Regions from separate parts of the Mus musculus genome. Here all the other regions are linked to region 4. Evidence: chromatin contacts called from public HiChIP or PLAC-seq and promoter capture Hi-C data. All regions are on one chromosome and are shown on one strand. The core of a region is the stretch at or near the end of the contact, and the rest is flanking DNA. Distances in the headings are between cores, read along the strand shown. Region 1 holds the start of Soat2 (sterol O-acyltransferase 2). Region 2 holds the start of Krt18 (keratin 18). Region 3 holds the start of Atf1 (activating transcription factor 1). Region 4 holds the start of Acvr1b (activin A receptor, type 1B). Region 5 holds the start of Eif4b (eukaryotic translation initiation factor 4B). Region 6 holds the start of Tns2 (tensin 2). Region 7 has its middle 7.0 kb from the start of Gm41405.

Region 1 (3,403 bases), core at 491-2,990, 980 kb before region 4:
GGAGCAGGGCAGGGGGAGGGTATAGGGGACTTTCAGGATAGCATCTGAAATGTAAATGAAAAAATATCTAATAAAAATTGAAAAAAAATTGTGGATAGGGGAAAGAAATCTAGGTTGGCATTATCCAAACAATGTTACCAGACAATTTAAGTGAGGTTTTTGAATATTTATACAAAAGCTGCGGCTGCTAAGATATTCCAGTGGGTAAAATAATTTACTATGTAAACCTTGTGACTTGATTTTGATCATGAACTCACAGTGGAAGGAGAGAGCTGACTTCTAAAAATTACACAGACATATACAGACACACAGATACACACAGACATACACACACACAGACAGATACACACATACAGACACACACAGAGACAGATACACGCATACAGACACACACAGACATATACACACAGACACACACACACACACGCAGAGAGATACACAGATGCACACAGAGGAATGCACAGACACACACAGACAGACACACATAGACACAGTACTACTACTACTACTACTACTAATAATAATAATAATAATAATAGGGCTAGAGAGATGGCTCAGTGGTTAAGAGCACTGACTGCTCTTCCAGAGGTCCTGAGTTCAATTCCCAGCAGTGGCTCACAACCATCTGTAATGGAATCTGATGCCCTCTTCTGGTGTGTCTGAAGACAGCTACAGTGTATCATATACATTAAATAAATAAATAAATAAATAAATAAATAAATAAATAAATCTTAGATAAATAATGATTGGGGGGGTTTGTTTGTTTGTTTGTTTGTTGAGACAGGGTTTCTCTGTGTCGCCCTGGCTGTCCTGGAACTCACTCTGTAGACCAGGCCTGCCTCTGTCTCCCAAGTGCTAGGATTAAAGGCATGTACCACAACTGCCTTGGCTACTTTTTATTTCTTAGACAGGGTTTTCTGTAGCCCAATCTGGTTTGGATGTTATTGTGTGGCCAAGGGTGACCTCAAACTACGGATCACCTGGTCTCTACTTCCCAAGTGCTAGGATTACAGCTGTATGCCATCACACCAGTTGCCATCACACCAGTTGCCATCACACCAGTTTTATGTGGTGCTGCGCATCAGGTAGATTGGCACTCTACAAGTTTAGCCACATCCCCAGCCTGTCCTTTATGACTGCCGTGATCCCTCACCTCCATATGTCGAGTCCATTGCACCAAGTCTGGGGTTCCGTGTGTCCTTGCGTTCCCTAGGAGGAAGAACCAAAGGGGACTCACTAGGGAGGAGTTAGGTGTTCTGTGTGCTCACAGCCTCCGTTCCCAGTCAATATTTAGAATCGTGGGTAGAGCCACTAGCCAGGGAAGTGACACACACAGTGGCGAGAAAGAGCCTGATGCAATTGCTGGAAACAGGGGACCCAAAACAAGGAAGTACTCCATTCACCCCTAATGAAGGCCAAACCACGCTCTGAACATTTCTCCATTGCCAGTCCGCGTGCTGGGGGGAAAAGGGCAGAAACTGCCTTCTCTGGCTTCCCAGAACAGCCAGAGGAAAGGAAGTGGCCTTAGCGGCTAGCTCTTACACACACCCATCTCAGGCCCGCCTGAGTGTCTGGAGCGTGGGGGATGGGAGGGCGGCTCACCTTCTCCTCCACGGGCTCCCTTCTCCTGCTCCTCTCCCAGCCCTTCTCTCCTCCGAAGCTGGGGCACCTTTGGCTGCATGGTGCCAGTGTAGAGCGGACAGCACACAGCTGTTGTCTGTCTTCTTCCTTTCTTTCTTTCTCAATCTACCTACAGAGCTTGTGTCCCACTCAGAGATCTGACAACTCCAGGGACTAAAGTCCTTTCCGGAGCCCCGTTGAGGGTTAGATAGGTTATCTGCAGGCAGTGTTTCTCATACTCTGGCCCTGCCTGTGGCTTTCACAGCTCTCTCACCACAACCACTATGATCAGCTTCACGCTATTGCTATTTCACTTTCGGGAGTGAGTCTGTGCATCAGGTTGTGAGGGGGACTTTGCTTCCCCGAGGCTTATCACATAGCTTGGCTCTTCCTGGCTCTCTCTACCAAGACTGAAGGTCAGGGAGGGACCAGAAACATCTTCGTGTACCTTGTAGTCATTTTTCTGAGGGCACAGGATGAGGCCTGTAGTGACATGTGTGTGCAACAATATTTTTGTCAGGAGCTCTATTTGTGTCATGTGTGATGGTCGAGGCCCCTCAGTGTCAGCTCTTCCCTACACCTTGGGTTACCACATAAGCAGAAAGGGCAGACACACACTTATTCAACAGTAAATAGCGCCAGGGGTTGCCTTGCCTACCTATGTAACTTCAGGAAAGTGGACCAAACTTTTTAAGCTTCTTCTGAAAAAAAAAAAAAATTATGGGACAAAATGTCCCTACGTCATCAGGTGATTGCCAGCACAAATAAGGTAGTCTGGAGGTAGTCTGGATAAACCATACAGAGCCTGAGCACATTTGTTTCTTTCTGGTAGGCAGTAGGGCAGGTGAGTGCCTTGGGAGTTCCACTTTGGCAAATTCCTGCTGGGGATTAACTATTAATCCTCCTCCTCCATCAGTCCAGAGGTCAGTGATAGAAGCAAGATTGTAATCACTGTGATCTCGGACTGAGGCCAGGATCTCAGTCAGTCCCACAAGGGAGCTCCGGGTGGGTATCCGGGTGAGGATAAAGAAAGGGCTTGCTGCCTGTGGCAGTGGCAGTCTACTGTATTCCAAGGGCAATGGAAGAGGCTGGCTGTGCTCTGCAGGGAAGGTAGAAACACTATGACCAATGGGAGACAGTGAGCACGAGGCCCCAGATCTGAATGAGACAGACGCAGAGACGTAAGCCAGAGACACCCCCCCAATACTGTTTTATTAGTACACAAGCCAACAGCAATCTTTCTAACTAGCTGTGTAAAGGCCCAAGGGTGACAGGGACAATGGGGTGGGGCGTGAAGGTGGGTCTTGGGGCACAGAGTTATTCATTGCTTCACATACAGCTCAAATGACAGCCCCCTGTTCCTGCTGGCGTCCTGGAGGCTCCCTCGGGGCTTCACCCACTGCTCCTGGCAGAGCACTGAGTGCTTCCTTGACCATCTGGAGACACTGGCAAAGGCTGGCCCATCGGATCCACACACCAGCAGGGGCCACGGCGATTCCCCTGCGAGGAACGACACTGGGGAGAGAGGTGCAGGTCAGGGTGAGGTCCAGGCTTTGAGCAGGAAAGCATCTGAGAGCTCTTAGTTGCTTTACCTACTGAATAGGGCCCACTCTGCTAGGCCAGAGCAATAGCTTTCAAAATGCAGTTTCTGTCAACAGCCCAACATCACTTATGTTAGAAACTTGTGTTCACAGGCTAGCCCAGACCTACTGAGTCACAAAATGCAGAAGGGGCTCCACCAGCACCAGCTCAGACGCCTCCAGGTGATTCCCCAGGGCTCCCA
Region 2 (3,275 bases), core at 5-2,504, 850 kb before region 4:
AGATCTGGGTGGATTAAAGTGGAGAGAGTCGCTTTGAGAGTTCCGGGTCACATGAGGGTGTGTGTGTGTGTGTGTGTGTGTGTGTGTGTGTGGAGAAGTGGGGGATGAGAAAACACGTCTTGTGTTTCAGTGAATCCATCCCAGTCCCAGGAACAGTCAGAGGCGTGTATTTCTGTCTTCCCTTCCCACCTGAGCCTCCTCTCCCTTCCTGGATTCCTTGCCCCTCTGCCAGGGCCTGCACTATCTGGATTGCTTACAAAAGAGCAGCTTCCAACAAGATTTCTCTGATCCTCTCCTGGCATCTTCTCCAGGTGCACCTGCTAACCCCCCCCCCCCCCCCCGTCCTGGGACGCGCCCCCCCCCCCCACTTGTCCCGCTGGCCCCTCCTACAGGTAAGCTCCTGTTTACTCCTAGATGACTCAGCCTTAGCCACATCCGCTTAACCCTCTAACTGTTCCTACTGGAAAAGAAGTGAGTGTCTGAGTTCATTTTATGATTCCCCCACACACACCTTTTTATTTTATTTTTTTTCCAATCCTGTTCTCTTCCCACTACACTGCTTGGGGGAAGCCGGCTCGCGTGTGTAACCACTACGCTTGGAATTCCTACAGGTTGTGGGTGAGAGTCCAGAGTATTCCTAACTCCGTCCCATAGAGTGTGTGTGGGGGGATGTGGTGAATGTGGAAAGAGTGGAGGGAGTCAACAGCCCACACTCTATTCAAGTTTGGGGGTGTGGGCACACTGGATAGACAGAACAGCCCGGAGCTACTGCCCCTCCCCCCTTAGGCCCCTTACCTGAGCCCTCAGGTCTTCGATGATCTTGAAGTAGTGGCCCCAGTCTCTGACGCCCTGGGGCCCCTTCTTCTCCAGATGTTCCCGGATTTTGCTCTCCAGTCTCCTGTTCTCAGTTTCCAGGCTCTTCACCTTGTCTAGGTAGCTGGCCAGGCGATCGTTCAGGTCTTGCATGGTCTCCTTCTCGGTCTGGATTCCACCCATTCCCGCCAGGCCTGCGGACCCCACAGAGCCACCCCAGACAGAGCGGGACACGGATATCCGGGACCCGGAGCCCCCAGCACCTGCATAGACGCTGGCTGCGCTGCTGGCAGGCCGGACCCGCTGGCTGGGAGTTCGCACAGAGCCCAGGGACCGGTAGTTGGTGGAGAAGGTGGTGGAGCGAGTTGTGAAGCTCATCTTGTCTGGAGAGGAGAGCGAAGCGAGAGACCAGAACAGGAGTTCCGCCGCGGAGGGTGGCAGTCCTCGACCTGTTGTTATATCGCCGCGGGAGGAGGTAGGGACCTCCCCCAGCAGGCCACGCCCCAGCCACCGGAGCCGGGGGCGCCAGGATCGGGATTCCTGTGACCTAACAGGTCGCAGCCCTTCTCCACTTCTGCACACGCCCTCAGCATACCTGCCATCCTCACCGACACAGGGAGTGGATAACTAAGGGGTGCACAAAGGATAGCAGGTGGTGTTAGCCCCTGAGTGTCTGTTTTCAGGGCAAAAAATGGCGTTTTAAATATCCGTTTATTCCGGGCGTGGTGGCGCACGCCTTTATCCCAGCACTTGGGAGGCAGAGGCAGGCGAATTTCTGAGTTCGAGGCCAGCCTGGGCTACAGAGTGAGTTCCAGGACAGCCAGGGCTACACAGAGAAACCTTATCTCGAAAACAAACAAACAAACAAACAAACAAACAAACTCCATTTACACAGACAGAAGAGGGGTTCACTAGGGTGAAGATTTTGTGGCATGTCGCCAGCTTAAGTCTGGGGGCAGTCCTAGAACCCCAGGAATCCTGGGGAAAGAAAATTGGGAGCTCAAAAAGAAGAGAAACACGAACCTGAGGGCAGGTCTCTTGGTTTTTCTGCTCCGGCCCCATGGTTCCAAGACACTGCTGTGGCTCCATAGGGAACCGTGGAAATACATATCCTCAAACGCGTGGGTACACATGTCCTCATTCAACTCATTCCCTGGAGGCTTTATCGGGGCCTTTGTGATTATGTAGAAGAGGTATCCCTATGTCTGGACACCTACCATTTACCTCCTCCTCCTCCTCCTCCTCCTCCTTCTTTTTTGAGACAGGGTCTCATGTAGCTCGGGCTGGTCTTGAACTTTCCATGTAGCTGAGGATGGCCTTCAACTCCTGATCTTCCCGTCCCACTTTTGAAGTGCTGGGATCCCAGGCATGAGACTCCATCACTTTCAGGTTACAGGGTGCTGAGGACCAAACCCAAGGCCTCATACTCCTCAGGCAGACCACTTTACCAGCTGAGAACACAGCCAACCCAAGAGCACATAGATTTAACCAGTATTTGCTAGACACCTTCTAGTAGCTATGGGAACAGCAAGGAAGAGAGAACCACTGTCCTTCCTGTAGATTATACTGTGTCTGGACAGGTTGGGGTCTGAGTCCATAGACCAGATATGTAGAAACAGCTAAGTTTGAACCAGATTGCCTGCCTCTCCATCCCCCACCTCAACCTCTGCCACCCCCTTGCATCTGTCCCCTTCTCCTGCTCCCCGGGCCTTTTCTTCGGTCCTTCCTGGTCAATTTTTATAATGCTTTCTGGCTTTCCAGCTTGTTTTCTGGGGGAAAGAGCCCCTCTGCACCCCCGCACCCCCTCCTCGCCAGCTGGATGACCACTCCTGCTGAATGAGGAGGGAGAAACCCTGAGGTTGGAATCGGTCAGCACCAGGAGCCCGTTTTTCCGGCAGGACTTGGTGTTTGCTATACCTGTGGCCATGCTCTTTGCTCTGGAGTGGACCTATTGATCCTTATCGAGCGAGCGGCCAGCTGAACTGACTGTGTGAGTGCGAGCACACAGAAAAGTAAAATCAGAAGAGCAAGGGGGAGGGGGAGGGGCTACGAAGAACCTAGGTCAGCAGATCAGACTAGAGGGAAGCAAACACAGGGCTGATGCATGCTGGGTGTGATGGATTGTTCGAAGCCTGCCTCCTTCTGGACCGGAAAACCTCAGCGACTCCGTGGGACTTGGCTGGGGAGCCTGGGTGTTGCCAGAGACAGCCAGGCAAATGGAATGCAAAATAACATACAAACAAATGCCCACTGGCTTTGCCTAAAAGCTCCTGGGGAGGGGGTGTGTTTGGAGATCCCAGGCTTTCAATTTTACAAACTCTCCCCCCCCCACCCCCCCCACCCGAGTTCCACAATTGCTCTATTTTATAGAACTATACAATGAAGTGTACCGATGGGCAACTTTTCGCTGTTTTTAAGCTTTACGTTTGTTATCCAACTTGGATACTTTGCTGGTTGGGTGA
Region 3 (3,306 bases), core at 158-2,657, 950 kb after region 4:
GAGGTTGGTTTGGTCTTTAGAGCCTCTGCCGCCTGAGCTGGGGTTAAAGGCTTGTGCCACTACGCCTGGATCAGGTCCTATTTTAATACATTTGTCTTGCCTGGCTCGTTATCTCTGAATTACTTAACAGCTATGTTTACTAGCCTGCCTGTTTCTCCCAGCTTTAAGCTCTCTAAAGGCAGTGCCTGTCTGCAGTAAAGTGTGCTCAGTGACCAGCAGACTGTCACGAGTGAACAGTAAATATCAATAAATATCAAGTACAGAGACTTCTCAGCTGGTGAGTGAGGAAAAGGCGTCTTAGCTTCCTTCCTTGAAAAAGATGTTGAAGGTCTGGAGAAATGGCTCAACAGTTAAGAGCACTGACTGCTCTTCCAGAGGTCTGAGTTCAATTCCCAGCAACCACATGGTGGCTCACAACCATCTGTAATGAGATCTGACTCCCTCTTCTGGAGTGTCTGAAGACAGCTACAGTGTACTCATATAAGAAAAACAAAAAAACAAACAAAAAATCCTAACATAAGCCGTGTTCGAAGCCAACCTGGACTATGTATGTATGTATGTATGTATGTATGTGTGTGTGTATGTATATATAAATTTATTTAAGGCCAGTTTGGTAAGCCCTGTCTCAGGCAAAACTAAAAACGCTATAATAAACCGGACCCGGCGACCGCGTCTGGAAGTCCTGCACCATGAACTCTTCGCAACAAATCCCGTCTCAAAAAGAAAAGGCGGCTACCGAGACTCTTTTAAGTTTCTATCATAACTTAGGCGGCCAGCGGCGAGACTCCCGGAAGGAGAGGAACGCCGTGCCCCGCCACAGGGCGGGTTGCCTCGGTTTTCCCAGTCATGGAGGCGGGAGCCCAAGGCCGCGGCGTCTGCAGCCTGCCGGAGGCCGCCGCTCGGCTTTTCTTCCCGCCTCCATGCGGCGCGGGCCGAGCCAAGGAGCGCGGGAGGCCCGGGGCGCCTCTCCCAACGCGCCCCGCGGAGGCGAGGGGAGCCTAACGCCCGGGCGCTCGGGACGCGCGCGACCGGAAGCGCGCGGCCGGCCCCACCCCCACCGCGCCCCTCCCCCACCGCCCGCCGAGCCGCGCGCGACCCCCGGCCGGCGCGTGGCCGCCATTGCGTCCCCGCCGGCGCCGCCTTCCCGCCCGGGCCGCCTCGCGCTCCGCCGCGCCCCACTCACCCGCGGGGCCGCCTGGCCGCTGCCCGGGGCAGGAAGCTCCACTCCCCCGTCCCAGGCGGCGCCGACTTTACTCCTCACTTGCCAGCCGCGCACCGCAGCGAGGTGGCGCGCGTCCCAGGGGTCGGCGGGGTGCGGGAGGAGAGCGTAACTCGAGAGCCAACCGTCGCGGCTACCGTTTCCCGGCCGCGAGGGGCGTCGCAGGCGGCATGATCCGCACAGGCCGGGGGCCGGGGCTGGGGGGGGGGGGGGGGGCGGCCGAGGAGTGCGCGGGAGCGTGGGGAGGGGCGTGGCCTGCGCGCCGGCGTGCTGCGTCACCGCGTGGTCACGTGAGCGCCGCCATCTTGGCGAGCTCGGGAGCGCGCGGGCCGCCACGGGGACGCTGGGGGAGCTCCGGGGATCTTGGGGCAATGGCGCGGGGTCCTGACCTCCCTCTCTCGCGGGCGGGACAGCTGACCCTCGGCTACCTGCTCTGTTTAAGTAACTGTAAAACCTTGCGCTGCCATCTTAGTGCTTCGGAAAGGACTTAGCATGTCCTTGTGGGGAGTTGACCTTCATACAGATGCCTTTATCTCAGCCTTGGCAAGGTTCTGCTAGGGCATCATAGCGGTTTGCTCGCTCGCTTGCTTGTTTTTAGCATGCCCTCTACAAAGTGCATTATCAAATGTTTTGAGAAGTTGTATTTGACACCTTCCCTCCTAATAACTGGGTGAGTGAAGACTTTGGTTTTGAGCCTTCAGAACATACGATGTGATGTAAAACTGAAGCGTTTAGAAGGGCTTATTAGACTCCAGGCACCGTGATTCAGCAAATATTGCCCAATAAAGCTAAGGCCGATGACTACCTTTAAATAGAAGTACTCGGGTTTTGACTGATTAGGCTAGTTACCCAACCTCTCTGGAGTCGCTATCAAATTTATGGAAATTGCCAGGCGTGGTCAGCTGTGCCTCTGACCCCAGCACTTTGGGTTGGCAGGCACAGTGCTATCTCTTATCTTCATAGAAAGTTCCAGGCCCGGCAAGGCTATACAAAGAAAGCCTGTCTTAAAAAACTATGGAAAGTACAACACTAAGTCAGAGTCTCAACATTATGGAAAGTGACCTACAAAGTAAGGTCGGGGGAAAGCTTGCAGATACCAGCCTGGCCTGAACAACAGGCCAGCAGCAGTCATTCCATCACCCATAGTGTTTTTAAAAGGGGTCCTTTTTTTGAGATTATATTATCATTTCTCTCTTTTCCTCCCTCCAAACCTTTATTTTTTCTTTTAAAGATATATATATGTGTGTGTGTGTGTGTGTGTGTGTGTGTGTACACACATATAAATATATATTTGGTTTTTCAAGACAGGGTTTCTCTGTATAGCCCTGGCTGTCCTGGAACTCACTTTGTAGACCAGGCTGGCCTTCAACTCAGAAATCCGCCTGCCTCTGCCTCCCAAGTGCTGGCATTAAAGGCGTGTGCCACCACGCCCGGCCTATATTTATTTTTTATGTAGCTGTCTTCAGACACACCAGAAGAGAGCATCATATCCCATTACAGAGCCATCATGTGGTTGCTGGGAATTGAACTCAGGACCTCTGGAAGAGCAGTCAGTGCTCTTAACCACTGAGCCATCTCTCCAGCTCTTTCCCCCCTCCAAACACTTCTATACATTCATCCTTTCTTTCAAGTGTTTGCTTTTTAAATATATTATTGTAAATTTTGTGTGTCTGTGTGTCTCAGATGGGGAATGGTATGCGCACAGGTTTCTTCAGAATCCAGAAATGAGCGTTGGATCCTCTGGAGTTAGAATTACAAATGGTTGCTGTCAGGTCCCAAAGAAACCCAGGACAAATGGCTAACTGTGGTGTCTGTTAGCATGCCAAAGCACAGGCTGGTAGCCAGGCTCACAATCTGCTCTTCTCTAGCACACACCAACCCCCTACCCTAAACCCAGGCTGAGGGCCTTCAGTTCTCTTCCCCCAGCTTCTGAGTTCCAAAAATCCTGCCAGTTTGGCCATCTCTCTTGGCTCTTTGCCTCTTCCAACTTTCTCTTCCTTTTTCTTGCTCTGCCCCCTGTCAAAGCTCTGGTCAGTCTGTTATTTGTCTCCCTGCCCTGGCCTCTTCCCATGCCTCTGGCTGTACTC
Region 4 (3,802 bases), core at 994-3,493:
CCAAAAAAAGAGCCCAACTCCCGGTTATACCCACCCACTGCCACCCCAACAAGCATCCAGTTTGGGGAGGATACAAAAACAAACCGTGTTCAGAACCAGTTGGCTTACCAATTAAACATTCTTAACTATGCTAGCAACAAGGCAAGCCCACAGACAGACACCAAATCAGCAGGGAACTGACTGTTTCAAAATCTTGGAGATGCTAGAGGCAGGATATGAATTTCACTGGAGGGACTTAGAGATTTATTTATACACACATAACACGACAAACCTGAAGACGGAATGTCCTTATTTTTACCACCCTACTAGGGAAACAGCACTGTCACAGATCTCGAAACATGGCCCACAAGCCCCAGAGAACATTCTTATTTATGAAAATCACTCTCTCCCCACAAATGTAAGGCTGTTCATCCACCTTCGGCGGGGTTTACCAGTCTCTGCCGCCGCCGCTCAGTTACCTGTGACAGAGCAGCAGCAACACAGGGAACTCAGCACAGTGCCTAGCAGAAGCACTAGCCAGTGAACAAAGACCCCGCCGCCGACGCACAAGCCCCGCCACTCTGGAAGAACACATCAAAGACGGGGATAGTGAACTTGGTTTTGAGACTCCAAAGTAGCATGGTGTCTTCTACTGAGGGTCTGCGTTACTAAACCAAGACCCACCTGAGCATCTCGTGTGTGTGTGTGTGTGTGTGTGTGTGTGTGTGCGCGTGCAGATTAGAGCCACAGACAGACAGACAGACAGACAGACAGACAGACACACACACACACACACACACACACACACACACACACGAACTTCCATTGCTGGAAGGTTGGGGGCGGCTGAGAAGCCAAAGCAGAAGGCTTTGTACAATGGGAGCAGCAAATACAACCCCTAATTGTCTCACCATATCCATCTGTGGGTCAATAATCACTTCGATGCAACTGCCAAATATAACCTTCTTCTGTAACCCCAATGCCAAAGCACATTTGAGAATACTACCAGATGAAATATTTTAGGGTTTCACCGGCTCTTCCCAGCCTCACAAGCCTCATAAACAACACAGCCGGTGTAGTGTCCCACAGAAACGTCTCCACCTCTGTACTGGGAAAGGTGGGGGTGGGCCTGGCCACACAAGGCCCTTAAGGCTGGAAGGTAAGGGGTGTGTGTGGAGGGTGGGTGCCGGGAGGAGGGACTGTGTGTCAAGGCAAAAGTACTGACCAAGGGCCAGGGAGACGGTCCAACCGTGGGGGTCTTTAAATAATTGGGGGTGGGGGGGTTGGAAGCAGTTTTCAGGATCTCACCTGAAAAGCATCCTCGGAGTGATTAACTGAATGGGCCCCCTGGGGCGGGGTGGGGGAGGTGAGGAGGCATGCAAACACACATACACCTAGATTCAGATTAACAGCTGGGGAACTAGGTTTTCACAGGGTTGGAATGGCTCTGAGGCCAATCTCCAAAAAGGTTTAGGGGCCTGCTCGCCCCATTTCCTCCAAACAGCGTCTACAGGCATGGATATCCGAGGTGGGTGGGAGGGGGGTGCCCTGCAGAACCCAAGGAGCTGAGCGAAAGAAGGGGGAATGTGACTCCGGTGCCTAGACCATCAGGGTGGCAGGGGAAAGAGGGTAGGGGCACCCCATGATGAAGGGAGGCTTAGAGACCCCTACCCTCCTAGCCTAGGGTACGCATAGGCTCTCGGCAACAGAACACATCGGAGAAACAAGCCCCCCATCGTCGAACCCCACAATCTTGGCGGGAGAAAAGGCGCCCCCAGGAGCATCTGCTGGCAGGGAATAACCCCCCTCGCACGGACGCGCTGAAGGGCAGGAGCCAGGGACCTCCACATCTCGAGGAAGCCTGGGGTGGGAGCGGAGGGTGCAGGAGGCGCGACCCCCTGGGCGCCCCGGTCGGGCTCCGTCTGGAAGAGCGCGCGGGTCCCCAAGGCTGACCCAGCGCCACCCCGGCCCTCCGCGCCCCCCGCCCGGCCATATTGCGCGGCTGGGGAGGGGGCGCGCCCGAGCCCCACGGCGAGCGCGAGGCCTCGCCTGGCCGTCTGTATCCCGCGCCCCCCCCCCCCATCCCCGCCCCGGACTCACCCTGGATCCCCCGGGGCCCGGACCCGCCGCTGCCGGCGAGCAGGAGGACAACAAGGGGGAAGAAGGAGGAGGCTCCGGCCGACTCCGCCATAGTAACCGCCGCCGCAGCCCAGCAGCGCCCAGCGCGCGCGCGCGCCCCCGGCGCCTCTCTCCCTCCCTCCCTCCCTCCTCCCGCCCGCCCGCGCGCGCCCGGCTCCTTCGCTCCGCGCCGGCACGTGAGCTCCCGGGAGCCGGTGCGGCCGCCGCCGCGCGCGCCCCCGAAGGGCGGGGCCGGGTGCGCGCGTGCGCCCGCCTTAAAGGGGAGGGTCCCTGTTAAAGGGGCGGAGGCTCTCGCCTCGGCCAACCTCGCGCACCCGTGCGGAGCTGAGCCGAAAGCGGGGGAGGCCGGGTCCGCCGACCGACAGTCTCCCTCCTCCCTCCGCGGAGTGGCCGCGCCGGCGCCCGTCCTCCTTCCTTCCCCCAGCCCCGACCCTCCGGCCCGTTGTGTCCCGCTGGGTTCGTCGCCAGAGTCTCCTGACCGGCGTCCCCTCGAGGCTCCCTCCCGCTGCAGCGAGCTGGACACAACTACCTGTGCGAGCGAGCGTCTGTGTTTTCGAAATGTAGCTAGGCTGGCACGGCTGACAGCCTTGGTGAGGGTGCTGGCCAGGTAGAACCATTTTGGGAAACAATGTGACAGCACCTATCAGACAGCTTCACAAAACGCATTGCATTTGCCCGGCATTTCCTCCTGTCTGTCTTCAGGAAATAATGAGGCTAAATATTTACGCAAAATGTTCCCTTGCTTATTTATCATTGGAAAAAGCTGGAAACTAGAGAAGCAATCATAGAAGCTTAGATAAACTGTGGCTCACTCATGTGAAGGAGCACTAGTGATTAAAAATCGGTTTACAAAAACTAATGGCGCGAGGAAATGTTACTCCATGTTAAATGAAAATGTAAACACCAACCTTTACAATAAATTTTTGTGGATGATATGTATGCATGTATGCGTAGGAGAAAAGGGAACGATATTACTCAATATTACTACTAAGGTTTTCAGTTTGTTTTTGAGACAGAGTCTTATTATGTTGTCCAGGCTGGCCTCAAACTCACTGAGAACTGCCTGTTTCTGCTTCTCAAGTGCTGGGTCTAAAGGTGTGTGTGCCACAGAGGCAGGCTGAAATAATTTTTTGTTTCTCCTTTAAGTATTCCAGTAACTTCTAAATAGTTTCCAGATAAACATTACTTTCAAACCTAGTAGGAAATACTTATAAAAGGCAAATGATCCCGTATCTTTCTGAAGAGCTCACAAGAGACTTTGGGATCTGTATTCTGCTTCTGATAACCAACTAGGAGAAAACAGGCAACATCTTAGCCTTTCAAAGTCATAGATAGTTTCATGTGTGAGACCAAGGGATAGAGAAGACCGTCAAGAAGGAGGGAGGGAGGAGAGGCAGGCAGATCTCTTGAGTTCTGGGACAGTGTGGTCTACAGAGTGAGTCCCAGAAGAGCCAGGACTACTCAGAGAAACCTGTCTCAAAAACAAACAAACAAACAAAAAACCCAAACCAACCAACAAACAAACAAAGGTGGGGGGCGCTGTTCTGACATCTTACCTTATAATTGTCTCCAACACAAAGAACCCAAGGAAAACAGGACTTCTGGTCTCATTCCCCAGGTACAACACACAAACACACACAAGTAGAAAGTCAAACTGGTGCTTAGTGCATAGCTGGGTAAATAA
Region 5 (3,465 bases), core at 619-3,118, 900 kb before region 4:
GAACCTGGTGTTTCCAGGACTGTGACTCTGTCTGATCTGCTACCTGCAAACAACGTGACCCTCGACAAATCTTTGAGCAATTTTTCCTCAGCTGGAGAAACCACCAGTTCTTTACATGCTCTCACAGGCTTGTTCAATTAAGTGCTCTACTAACAAAAGCTGTTACCCAGGGTTGGGGATTTAGCTTGGAGTGCTTGCCTGGCACGGCCAAAAACTCTGTTCAATGTCCAGCAATGCAGGGGAGGAAAGGAAGTTCTCATGGCCGAAGGCAGTAGATTCAGTGAGAAAGTTTTCCAAAGACAGAACCCGATTTCCTTGTAATATTAGAAAAGATGGACTTCTGGTTAAGACACTGAATGTTGCCAGGCGTGTTGCTAAACACCTTTAATCCCAACAACCCCAAGGCAAGCCTGGTCAGATAGTCAAGAGCTAAATGAGAGACCTTGTCGCACAGTTTAGGCACAGCAATCCAAAAGGTATTTTTAACAGATTATGCTATAAAAAATAAACTAAAACGAAAACTAATGCTGGGTGTCTAAAAGCCCTCTGGTATTCACAGGTCCACTGCAAATGCCAAAAAAACCCAAAAAGCAAAAAACTTGGAAAACAAAACAAAACAAAAAAACAAAACCCGAAACGACCTCCACAAACCTCACTTGCAATGCAGGGAATATACATTCCACCAAACAAACAAACGCACGCAGAACCTCTAGCCACTATTTTAATAGCACCTTCTGGAAGTTTCCCAGTTATCTGGGAAAATGACAAAAGCTGAATCCTGACACTAAAACTACCCAAAAAATGGAAGTTCTATATAATGCAACGCCCCGATTTCCTTCCCCACCTCTGCCTGGCATATAGTGTGCACTCAATAAAAACTGTTGGTTGAATCAAGAGGTGGAAAGAAAAAGGCACAGGAGAAATCTAGGTGTCTATCCCTACAGCACCTAACACGTGGGAGCACCCTGGGTTCCCTACCCCCAACTATAGTGGGGCCAAACCTAATATGCGTTCGCTTGGGAGTACAGCGGCCGTGCCACGCTCCCAAACCGACTAAAGCTTAAAGTACAAGGTCATAAACGAGCAAAAGCCAGGTCCATCCAGGCTTCCCATCTGGAGTCCAGCAGCGCGTGTTTCTGAGGCGCGCCTTCTCCACCACCTCGCCTCGTCGCCCGTGCCGCGCACGCGCACCGCTGCTTTCATCGGCCCCTCCACAGCCTCGCGCTCGCGTTCTAACTGCACCCCCCCGCCCCCACGAGGGTCCGCAACGGCCTCGCGCCTTGGAGACCCGGCCCAATGTGTTCCGGTCCGCGCGCCAACCGCCTCCTTCCTCCACCCGCGCCTTGGCGCGGGCGCGGTGCTTCACGCCTTTGAGAGCCTCGCGCCTCCCGCACGTCTCTCTGTGCTGCCTCCTCCAATTGAAGGCAGGGTCCACCATTTCTGCCTACTCCAACCTCGCGCAACGGGGTGAAAAGGGTGTGAGGGGGAGGGGAAGGCCTTCCCCTCCCCCTAGACATCCCGAGGCGGTAACCTCAAGCGGCCATGCCGCTAGCCTGCCGCTGCCCCCAGGTCCGAAAGGAGCCGGTGCCTCCTGCCCCCGACCTCCAGCAAGGAGCGGACCAAGCCCGGAGGCTGTTTCCGAGCCTGGTCTTTGGCCACGCTCGGCCGCTCACTCACCTGAGGCCGCCATGTTGGGAGAGGGAGAGAGAACGCAAAGGACCCGGATGAGGCAGTCACGTGATTATAGCGGGCGCGACGGGCTTGGAGACGTGAAACCAGGAGGGGGCGGGGAGCCGAGGACGGAGGCAGAAGGCGGGGCGCCGCCGCCGCGCTGGGTTCGTAAAGCAGCGCGAGGGGGTGGCGCGGCGTCCGACGGGAAGACCTGCGCGACATGTGGCCGAAGGGGTGGAGTCTGAGCTGTCGCGAAACCCTTCGCTTTACGTCGGGCCCGGCGCGGCCGTCCGGTCCGATCTGCGCCCGGGGCGGAGTCTCCTGGCGCACAGACTTGTGGGTGCTGGATCGGCGCGAAGGGCGGGGTCGCACTTGCTGATTCTATGGAACAGAGTGGACTTGGAATCTAGAATGGGTGTGCCACAATTGATTTTTTCCGAAGGGAAGATTCTGAGTTTCTTTTTAAATCACTTTTTGTAAAGACAAAGAAAATATAATGTTCCGTAGAATGGTTTCAATTAAGAAGGTAACATTTGAACCATGGGCTTTTGCCTCATTTAACCCTCCAATGGACTGACAAGGGCCAGCACCGAGTGGCTAGCCACATTTCTTACAGCGAATGCTTCATTTTTTTTAAAAATATATATTTCAAAAAGTGAAACTATTGAACACCAGCCACGTGCCAGGCACTGTTTAACAGACATTTGTGGATATAAAAAGGGATTAAAACTACCTTGAATAAAATACTACAAATGATAAACATTACAGGTAAGTAGGCTAATAGAGTAAAAGGCAGTTGGGTACAACTCCAGATGGCCTGCCCCTCTACAAGAACAGGGAACATTCTTAGCCACTGAGCCACAATTCCAGCTCCTAAAATTTTTTTATGACCCTAAAACATACAAACCATAAAACAAACAAAAAACAAACAAATAAAAACAGGGGTTGGAGAGATGGCTCAGCGGTTAAGAGCACTGACTACTCTTCCAGAATTCCTAGCACCCACATGGCAGCTCACAACTCTAACTCCAGTTCCAAAGGATCTGACACCCTCATATAGACATACATGCAGCAAAACAGCAATGCACATAAAATAAAAATAAATATACTTTAAAAAATGATTTGCAGAAACAGGCATGGTGGCACATACCCTTAATTAATTTATTTACTTATATTTAATTTGGTGTTTTGAAACAGGGTCTCTCTACATAGCACTGGCTGTCCTGGAACTCATTATGTAGACCAGGCAAGACTTTAAATTCAGAGAGCCACCTATCTCTGCCTCCTGAATGCTGGGATTAACAGTATTCATTACCATGCCCAGCTGGCACACATCTCTAATTCCTACAGTTGGAAGGCAGACAAAGGCAAATCTCTATGTATAGAGAGTTTGAGGCTAATTTGGTCTACATATCCAGTTCCAAGTCAGCCAAGGCTACATACACACAGACCCTGTCTCAAAACAAAACTAAACAAAACAAAATAACCCCTAAACCAGCCAACCAAACAAAAACAAAACAAGAAGACAGAAATACTTTTCTTAGCTCAGTATGGAGCACCACATACAAAAGTGGTAATCACCGTGCTTGGTAGATTGAGATAGAAAGATCAGTGGAAGGCAAGCTTTGACTACAGAACAAGTGAAGATCAGACTGGGCTACAAAGAGACAACGAGATCATTTGTCAAGGTTTGATAGCCGTACCTACCCAGTCCCTCTCCTTTAATTTGCTATTGCTTTTCCCCAATGGTTTTCAGCCTGACCACTGTATTAACTTCCTAGCTGGGTTTCTTGC
Region 6 (3,297 bases), core at 749-3,248, 930 kb before region 4:
AAGAGGAAGAGGAAGAAGAGGAAAAGGAGGAGGAAAAGGAAAAAGGAGGAAAAAGAAGAGGAGGAAGAAGAAAAAGAGGAGGAGGAAGAAGAAGAGGAGGAGGAGCAAGAGGAAGGGAAGACCCTAGTCACAGGTAAGGATGGGAAGGTGGTAGAGTCACAAATCTCCTGGGCTGTGGCAAGGTGGGTGTCAAGAAGAGTGAGGGCATTTGTTTCTGAATTTGCCTGTCTCTAGAGCCTGAGCCACACAGAAGTGCTGCCTGGAGGGCTCAGGCACCAAGAGCACCACCTCACCTCGGCAGGAGACACCGGTCCCATCGATGGTCACCTTACACACTGCACACACTGGAGTTTTCTTCCGGAAAACCTTCTCCCGGAAGCTGTGTGGTTCTGCTTTCCTCGGCTGCGGGTGGGATGACAGACAAATAGGGGTATGTGTTCCTAGTGGGCTCATCTCCAAGGCTGGGCAGGGACCTTTCCTTAGAGCGATGCTGCTTCCCTCTCTTCCAGCCAAAAGTCTGTGAACTCTAAGGCACACTTGGCCACAGCTGTTTCAGGGTAGTCATGAGGCCTGTCCTCTACAGGGCTTGGAATGTGACCCCTTGCGTCACCTTGGCTGGGTCAACTCCTCCCTAAGGGTTCACTCAGGACTTCTCACGTGGCGGAGCTATGTGATGTCCTTGTCACACACACCCCCACTTCCAATGTGAGGGCTTTCTGAATCTTGGCAGAGTGGGGGGTCTGACTCTCCTCCCATCTTGCCCTCCCCACAAGAGGCTTGTATACTGTGAGCTGACGGCCAGGACACACAAGCACTATCACATAATACCCAGACTGACTGCAGCCAGTTCTGAGCCCCTGGCTCTCAGTGTCCCCAAGCTCCAGGCAGCTAATATGACCCCCTCCCCCACGGTCAGAACAACATGTTTACTCTCTGTGCACTGAGGCGGCAGGCAGCAATTGTCTAAGACGTTCGCTCGGAAGGAGGAATAGCAGTGGGGACACACAGGCAGCTGCCTCGCTGCCTCTGCATGTTATGACAGGGGTGGCCAGGTTCTCCGGATGCCCCCTCCCCACCCAGAGGTAGTGAGGTCAGTGGCTGGCTGGGCTGCCACCAGTTGTCCAGGTCCCCCTTAGTCCCTACTCACTGCAAGTTTTCACTGCAGTTCTGACCCCTCCCACCCCAGTTCATCCCTCCTATCTAGAGTCTGTGGACAATCTCCCTCACTCCTCCCACCACTCCACTGCACATTCTTCACCGCTGTGTGTTCAAGCTCCCGCTGTCCCCTCCTCTCCCTGGATCTGCCCACCGTAGTGTGAAGAGGAGAATAACATGGGAGCAGCGTTGGTCCCTTAACGACTGGGGGCGAGACCCACCAGGACACTTGGACGCACTTGTGGATGATGACGTCGTGTGCAGATGACGTCAGTAGAAGGCACCCTCCCTTCCCTCATTGCCTTCTTCCCATACCTTTTCCCTCAAGCTTCCCCCGGAGGTCAGGGCTTGAGCTCTTAGCTGAACCCTCGGGGCCTATCCAGGCTCAAGCCAGGAAATACACAGAGAAGTCAAAACAGATGCTAGAATCACACTGCTACCCTACCCTAGCCACCTCAGGGGGTCAGGCGAAAGAAAGAGGAGGGGGATGCTGAGCCAGCCAGGAGAAGAGGCTGAAACTAGGAAGAGGGTCTGGTCTGGCCTGAATCCTGGCCCTCCCGCCTTGTCCGCACCTCCACCCTGCCCCACCTTTGCCCAGCTGGTGGGCACTCCTACCCTGCTGGTGGCCCGGCTGCTGTCCCTCCTCCCCAGGGCTCTGAGCAACCTTTCCACAGGGCCGCTGGACTTCATGGTGTCTGGCTGGCTGGACTCTTGGCTGCAGGGCCTGAACAATGCTGGGGCCTGGCCTGGGGCTTCCTGGAAGCAGCCTGCCGAGGCAGCCGCTTCCCTTGGGTGGAGGGGAGGCTGTCTGGCTGGTGTGTGGAGAAGCCTGGCCCTGGAAGTGGAGGGAAGTGCAGGCGGGAAGGGGGCAGGTCGCTGCTCCAGGAAGTGGGGTGGGGGAGGATGTGGGGGAGGCCAGGAGATCAGATTCCCAGGATCTACCCTGCTGGGAGTGTCAGCCTAAGATCTCTGGCTCTCCCCATCTCTGGAGCTGCCTCCCACCCAGTGGGCCACTGTGTGCAGGGGGTCTGCAGTCCTGAGATCCAGCCCTGGAATCAGCCAGTGGCACAGGGTGGGAATTCAGGTCTCAGGGCAGGGCTCAAGGGCCAGTGGAGAACACTGTGTCCCCGGCCAGTCTCTAGCCTGAACCCTCATGCTCCCTTGGGATTTCCTGTGGGAAGGGAGTGTTGCTGGGAACCAGTACCCCTGACAGCCCAGCACTCCACATCCTCAGGGTGAAAGAAAGTTAGGGATGAGGGCTAACTTCCCTGTCAGACGGGAGAAGGATCTTATAGTACCCTCCTCAACGCCAAGTTCCAGCGGGAAGGGCTAAGGGCTTACAGGAATGGTCCATCTTGCTGTAACCCAAAGCACTGGAGGTTCCTCCTGAACACCCCAGCTGCTCCTCTCCAGATACAACCCACAGTTCCTGGCTTAGCTCCCAGATCCTGCACCTGAGGTTCTACTGGGGACCCCACCCGCCCACCAGAATCTGAGCGCTACCTTCATGGCTCTTCTGGCCTGTCTCTCCTTCCTCTGTGGCTGTCACTGGACCCGAGGACTGGACAGGAGGCCCCCTCCCAACACATACTCCACCCTCTCTAGGGCCTCCTGCTTCCCTCCTGGGAATAGGGCCAACTTCCTGTCCCAGGAGTCAAGGGAAGGAGGTGTATGGGGCCCTTGGAAAGGATGGAACAACCTTCCTACAACAAGGGTCAACAGCCTGGGGGTTCCCAGCCCAAGCTCTAGACAGCAGCCTTTGGAATGCTGTAGCTAGCTGTCATTTGAAAGAATGTACACCGTGTCACCCTCATTTGCATGGTATTTACTGAATGTCCCAGTGCAACTCCTCCAGTTCTGGCACCTCTTGCAGGGTCCCACAGGACTCTCCTCTTTCTGCCTCACGCCCATCTGACAGATGAAGGGCTGCTCTAGTCCTCCCCAGGGATCCTTCAGAAGACCTGTCAGACTGAAGAGTCTGAGGCCTCTTCCCGCTGCATGCCTGTTCTCTAGGAAGCCCATCGTTGCCAGTGTACCCTGGCTAGAAGGCCCTGTGAGTGGCAAGGGGTGGGGCACCGTGCTGTAACTGGAGAGGGCCCCTGGCTCTGCAATCCCCACCTGAGTTCTGGCTGTGTCCCAGGA
Region 7 (3,812 bases), core at 719-3,218, 880 kb before region 4:
GAATGACCTAAGTCTGGGATATGATACTGAGCAAGCCCATCTCTGCTCACGGACACTTACAGCCTGAGGTGCACTGCACTACTTAATACAGTGAGGAACATTAGCCCCCTAGCTACTGGTGTGCATTTTAAAATGTAAAATAAATGACATTCCAAAATCATCTCTTTGTTCATGCAGCCACATTGAAAGCTGTATATGATTGGTGACTATTGAATACACAGAGGCCATTATTACAGAACGTTCCAGCACAGGTGCTGCTGGAGGCAGCAGGAAGAACAGGTTATGTGATCCAGATGAGACCTAACAAAGGAGAGAACTGAGCACTCTGCGTTGATGCCCCGTCCCCCCTGCCCTGCCCCCTGCACCAGGGTGGAAGTCAGCACCATGAACCCATGAGACAAGAACTACCACTGAGCTACACTTTCAGCCTGTCCTGGGGATTCTAAATGTTTTAAAATTAAAGTACACAAAACATTATGGCTGGAGAGATGACTCCATGGTTAGGACGGCTTGGTTTTGTAGAGGGCTTGGGTTTGGTTCACAGCACCCACATACTGGTTTACAACCATCTGTAACTCCAGTTTCAGGGGATTTGATACGCTCTTCTGACTTACATCAGGAGCCAGACACTCATGTGGTGCATAAACACACATGCAGGCAAATATTCATACACATAAAGTAAAATGAAATATACAAATGTATGTATATACAATATACACATATGTATTTTCATAAAAGAATAATAATTTGTTTTTTCACACAAGATATATTCTCACCTGATATACCTTACTTTTTTCTATGCATTTTACCAAAAAAAGTAATTAAAAAAGGATTTATTTATTTATTATATGTAAGTACACTGTAGTTGTCTTCAGACAAACCAGAAAAGGGCGTCAGATTTCATTACAGATGGTTGTGGATCACCACATGGTTGCTGGGACTTGAACTCAGGACCTCTGGAAGGGCAGTCAATGCTCTTACCCGTTGAGCCATCTCTCCAGCCCTGTATGCATGTTTATATGGAGGCCAGAGATCAATCTCAAATTTTGTTCCCTAGGAGTCAATGTTCTCTTTTTGTGTTTTTGTTTTTTTGAGACAGGGTTTCCCTGTGTAGTCCTGGCTGTCTTAGACCTCGCTCTGTAGACCAGGCTGGCCTCAAACTCACAGAGATCCGCCTGCCTTGTCTCTTGAGTACTGGGATTAAAGGCATGAGCAACCACAGCCTGACTTGCTACCCTCCTCCACTTTTTGTTTGTTTGTTTGTTTTTTCAGATTTATTTATTATATGTAAGTACACTGTAGCTGTCTTCAGACCATGTGGTTGCTGGGATTTGAACTCAGGACCTTCCGAAGAGCCGTTGGTGCTCTTAACCGCTAAGCCATCTCTCCAGCCCGCCTCCTCCACTTTTTAAAGACTTATTTTGTGTGTAGGGATATTTTGCCTGCATGTATGTATGTTCACCACATGGAGGTCAGAAGAGGGTGGCAGATCCCCTGGAAGTGGATTTATAGAAAGTTGTGGGTGCTGGGGTTAAGGCCTGGATCCTCTGCTAGAGCAAGAAGTGCTCAAAACCACCAAGCAAAGCCATCTCTCTAGCCCATTCACTTGCTTTTTGTTTTGTTTTGTTTGTTTCCTGAGACAGGGTCTGGAGCTGCCTGACTAGGCTGGGTGGCCAGGCAGCTCTTGAGATTTACTTGTCTGTCTGAAGTGCTGGGGTTACACGTGGAAGTGATGGGATTACCTCTCACTAGCCCCACTCTTGGCTGGGCGCCGCTGAGGGGCAACGAGGAACTGGAAGAGAAAACGGGCTTGTGCCCAGGTGGGAGCCACTGCCAAAATGATCGATAAGAAAGGTGCTGAACCCAAGCTGAGCTGGAGTGAGGCCGCGGGGCTGGAAGGGCGCACCTGCTTAAAGAGCAGCCTGGGCTCTGCGCCATGCTCAGTCAGTCCCGACCCAAACCGCGTGGGGAAGCCGCGTTTCTGCCTGCCCTCCCTTTGCCTCACCGCGTCCTGGGACTCTGGGTACGGGGTGCATGGTGGGCGGGTTGCCTCCCGGCTCAGCTGCGCATGCTCTGTAGTCAGAAGGTGGCGCATGGATGCCGTGATCCAAATGCCCCCCCGCGCTCCCCCCCGCGCCCCCCCCCCCCCCCCGCTGCCGCAGCTCAGCAACTCCAGGCTCCTGGTCTCATTGAGTCTATTGGAATTCGGGGCACATTTTCTGCGCCTCCTTTCTTCGCTTCCCGACAGTCCCTAGCTGGAAGGATCTTCTGATTTCCAGATAGCTCTTGGACTGGAGAGAACCTTCGAGTCTTGCGCTCCAACAACCCCACACCAATTTCCCAAGAAAAGTTCGTGGGAGCTCTTTGTTATCATAATTACCCAAAGAAGAATTAAATAATTTTGGAGTGCGTGCTCATGTAAGGGTCGGGTTTTTTTGTTTGTTTGTTTGTTTTTTGTTTTTAAATCAATCTTGTGGCACACGAATGAAAATCCCATCCTCCCACCCCCAGCATGCGCAACCAGGAGGATAGGTTCTGGGTCCTCCTTGGTAACATAGCCAGTTCAAGGCCAGCCTAGGGAGCAAGCTATCCTGTCTCAAACACAAATTCTGTTATAGTTTGACAAAGTCTGTAAGTTCGAGCCTCACAAGCTGGGGGTATGTGATAAATACAAAATCTTTATATATTTTCATTTTTACTATTAAACATTTTAAATTACATTTATCTATTTGTGTGTGTGTGTGTGTCTGTGTACATAGGCCTTGGTGCATGTATAGAGGTCAGAGGACAAACTTGAGCAGTTGGGAATCTATCCACTACGAGGGTCCCTGGAGGGAGCTTAGGTTGTCAGACTTGGGACTAGTCACCTTTGTTGAGCCATCTTGTATATGAGTATATGTGTTTATATGTGTGTGTCACATGTGTGTGTCCGTGTCCGTGTCCGTGTCCGTGTGTGTGTGTGTGTATGTGTGTGTGTGTGTCCATGGAGGACCTCAGATGCTCTGGAGCTGGAGTTACAAGCAGTTGTGAGCCACTTGAGGTGGGTGCTCGGAATCTAACTCAGGTCCTCTGGAATGTTGATACGAATGCTCTTAACTTGCGGTTTCTTGGTCCGCAGGTCAGTCAATGGTGTCTGCAAGAGAGAGAGAGAGTGGGGACTGAGGAACAAGAGACTGGAAGAATGGAGACAAGACAGGCTATCTGATCAAGTCTCAAGTCTTTTTATTGAAAGGCAACTATGGGCATATAAGCATAAGTCAGGGAGTGCAGCTGGAGACACGTAACCACAGGTCCAGGATGTGTAGGAGAAAACCAAGATGTTATCAGCGTGTGGTGGGCTTCTTGCAAAAACATCATGCTAGGAAAACAAGTCTCTCGTCAGGGTGGAAAAGTTCCAACCTGTAAGTAAATAGCCCAAGATGGCTGCAGAGATGATAGCCGCTTTCTGCTAAGAGTCGGCTCCCAACAGTTTCTGCTATCCTGTTTAAAATTGCAGTTTGACATCATTGTAAAGAGAATTATGCAGTTGTAGGAGGTAAAACAGGGATCCATGTACTTTTTTACCCAGTTTTTCTCCAATTTTTATTTATTTTATTTTTAAATAGGTTTCACTCTAGCCCAAGAGGGGCCTGAACTCACTACATAGGCTAAGCTTAGCCTTGAACTCCTAATCCTCCTGTCTCATCTCTGCAGTTCCAGACCTGATGGTTACACCTGGGGGGAATTATAGCACAATATCACACGACATCGGCATGGATGAGGAGCTCAACATTTGGGTTTATAATCCCAGCACTCAGGAGGCAGAGGCAGGC

What was found. Promoter capture Hi-C pulls out the DNA fragments that hold promoters and counts their contacts. HiChIP or PLAC-seq counts read pairs in DNA pulled down with a chosen protein or histone mark.
Region 1: a contact with region 4 is called in a promoter capture Hi-C map of hippocampal neurons, with 2.6 times the contacts expected there. The contact joins the promoter of Soat2 here to the promoter of Acvr1b in region 4. A contact is called at or near these places in 10 of 39 promoter capture datasets (the 3T3-L1 cell line, the C10 cell line, the HPC-7 cell line and 5 more) and 2 of 115 datasets of contacts at active chromatin or transcription factors (bone marrow-derived macrophages and pancreatic cancer cells).
Region 2: a contact with region 4 is called in a promoter capture Hi-C map of hematopoietic stem and progenitor cells, with 4 times the contacts expected there. The contact joins the promoter of Krt18 here to the promoter of Acvr1b in region 4. A contact is called at or near these places in 12 of 39 promoter capture datasets (the 3T3-L1 cell line, the SN4741 cell line, cranial neural crest and 5 more), 2 of 115 datasets of contacts at active chromatin or transcription factors (both in embryonic stem cells) and 1 of 9 other capture datasets (embryonic stem cells).
Region 3: a promoter capture Hi-C map of pre-B cells shows a contact between it and region 4, with 4 times the contacts expected there. The contact joins the promoter of Atf1 here to the promoter of Acvr1b in region 4. A contact is called at or near these places in 2 of 39 promoter capture datasets (the C10 cell line and pre-B cells), 1 of 484 Hi-C or Micro-C datasets (CD4 T cells) and 1 of 9 other capture datasets (liver).
Region 5: a promoter capture Hi-C map of pre-B cells shows a contact between it and region 4, with 9 times the contacts expected there. The contact joins the promoter of Eif4b here to the promoter of Acvr1b in region 4. A contact is called at or near these places in 18 of 39 promoter capture datasets (the 3T3-L1 cell line, 3T3-L1-derived adipocytes, the C10 cell line and 12 more), 1 of 484 Hi-C or Micro-C datasets (B cells), 9 of 115 datasets of contacts at active chromatin or transcription factors (the 230-238 cell line, bone marrow-derived macrophages, embryonic fibroblasts and 3 more) and 4 of 9 other capture datasets (adipose tissue, embryonic stem cells, liver and 1 more).
Region 6: a contact with region 4 is called in a promoter capture Hi-C map of 3T3-L1-derived adipocytes, with 4 times the contacts expected there. The contact joins the promoter of Tns2 here to the promoter of Acvr1b in region 4. A contact is called at or near these places in 12 of 39 promoter capture datasets (the 3T3-L1 cell line, 3T3-L1-derived adipocytes, the C10 cell line and 7 more), 1 of 484 Hi-C or Micro-C datasets (bone marrow-derived macrophages), 2 of 115 datasets of contacts at active chromatin or transcription factors (fibro-adipogenic progenitors and kidney) and 3 of 9 other capture datasets (adipose tissue, embryonic stem cells and liver).
Region 7: a contact with region 4 is called in an H3K4me3 HiChIP or PLAC-seq map of forebrain, with 6 times the contacts expected there. The contact joins the enhancer-like site here to the promoter of Acvr1b in region 4. A contact is called at or near these places in 4 of 39 promoter capture datasets (cranial neural crest, embryonic stem cells, hippocampal neurons and 1 more) and 3 of 115 datasets of contacts at active chromatin or transcription factors (embryonic midbrain, forebrain and pancreatic cancer cells).

The regions. Positions count from the first base shown.
Region 1 is chr15:102,148,912-102,152,314 of GRCm38.p6, reverse strand. It overlaps Soat2 (sterol O-acyltransferase 2), which reads right to left and starts at 1,740. Exons shown (of 15, transcript NM_146064.1): 1 at 1,603-1,740; 2 at 1,154-1,209. The coding sequence starts at 1,681. Igfbp6 (insulin-like growth factor binding protein 6) reads right to left here. Exons shown (of 4, transcript NM_008344.3): 4 at 2,803-3,135. The coding sequence ends at 3,013.
Region 2 is chr15:102,026,195-102,029,469 of GRCm38.p6, reverse strand. Krt18 (keratin 18) reads right to left here and starts at 1,254. Exons shown (of 7, transcript NM_010664.2): 1 at 796-1,254; 2 at 1-4. The coding sequence starts at 1,191.
Region 3 is chr15:100,225,960-100,229,265 of GRCm38.p6, reverse strand. It overlaps Atf1 (activating transcription factor 1), which reads right to left and starts at 1,407. Exons shown (of 7, transcript NM_007497.3): 1 at 1,184-1,407.
Region 4 is chr15:101,172,513-101,176,314 of GRCm38.p6, reverse strand. It overlaps Acvr1b (activin A receptor, type 1B), which reads right to left and starts at 2,243. Exons shown (of 9, transcript NM_007395.4): 1 at 2,080-2,243. The coding sequence starts at 2,170.
Region 5 is chr15:102,072,176-102,075,640 of GRCm38.p6, reverse strand. Eif4b (eukaryotic translation initiation factor 4B) reads right to left here and starts at 1,868. Exons shown (of 15, transcript NM_145625.3): 1 at 1,678-1,868. The coding sequence starts at 1,690.
Region 6 is chr15:102,101,635-102,104,931 of GRCm38.p6, reverse strand. It overlaps Tns2 (tensin 2), which reads right to left and starts at 1,998. Exons shown (of 29, transcript NM_153533.3): 1 at 1,771-1,998; 2 at 294-402. The coding sequence starts at 1,845.
Region 7 is chr15:102,050,392-102,054,203 of GRCm38.p6, reverse strand. No RefSeq gene overlaps it. Among named protein-coding and RNA genes, the nearest start is that of Gm41405, 7.0 kb to the right of the region's middle. Within about 2 kb of position 1,968, at least 147 of the 459 cell types and tissues checked have an H3K27ac peak or open chromatin away from gene starts, as enhancers often do. A contact at or near this core is called in embryonic stem cells, forebrain, hippocampal neurons and 1 more, where this site is marked.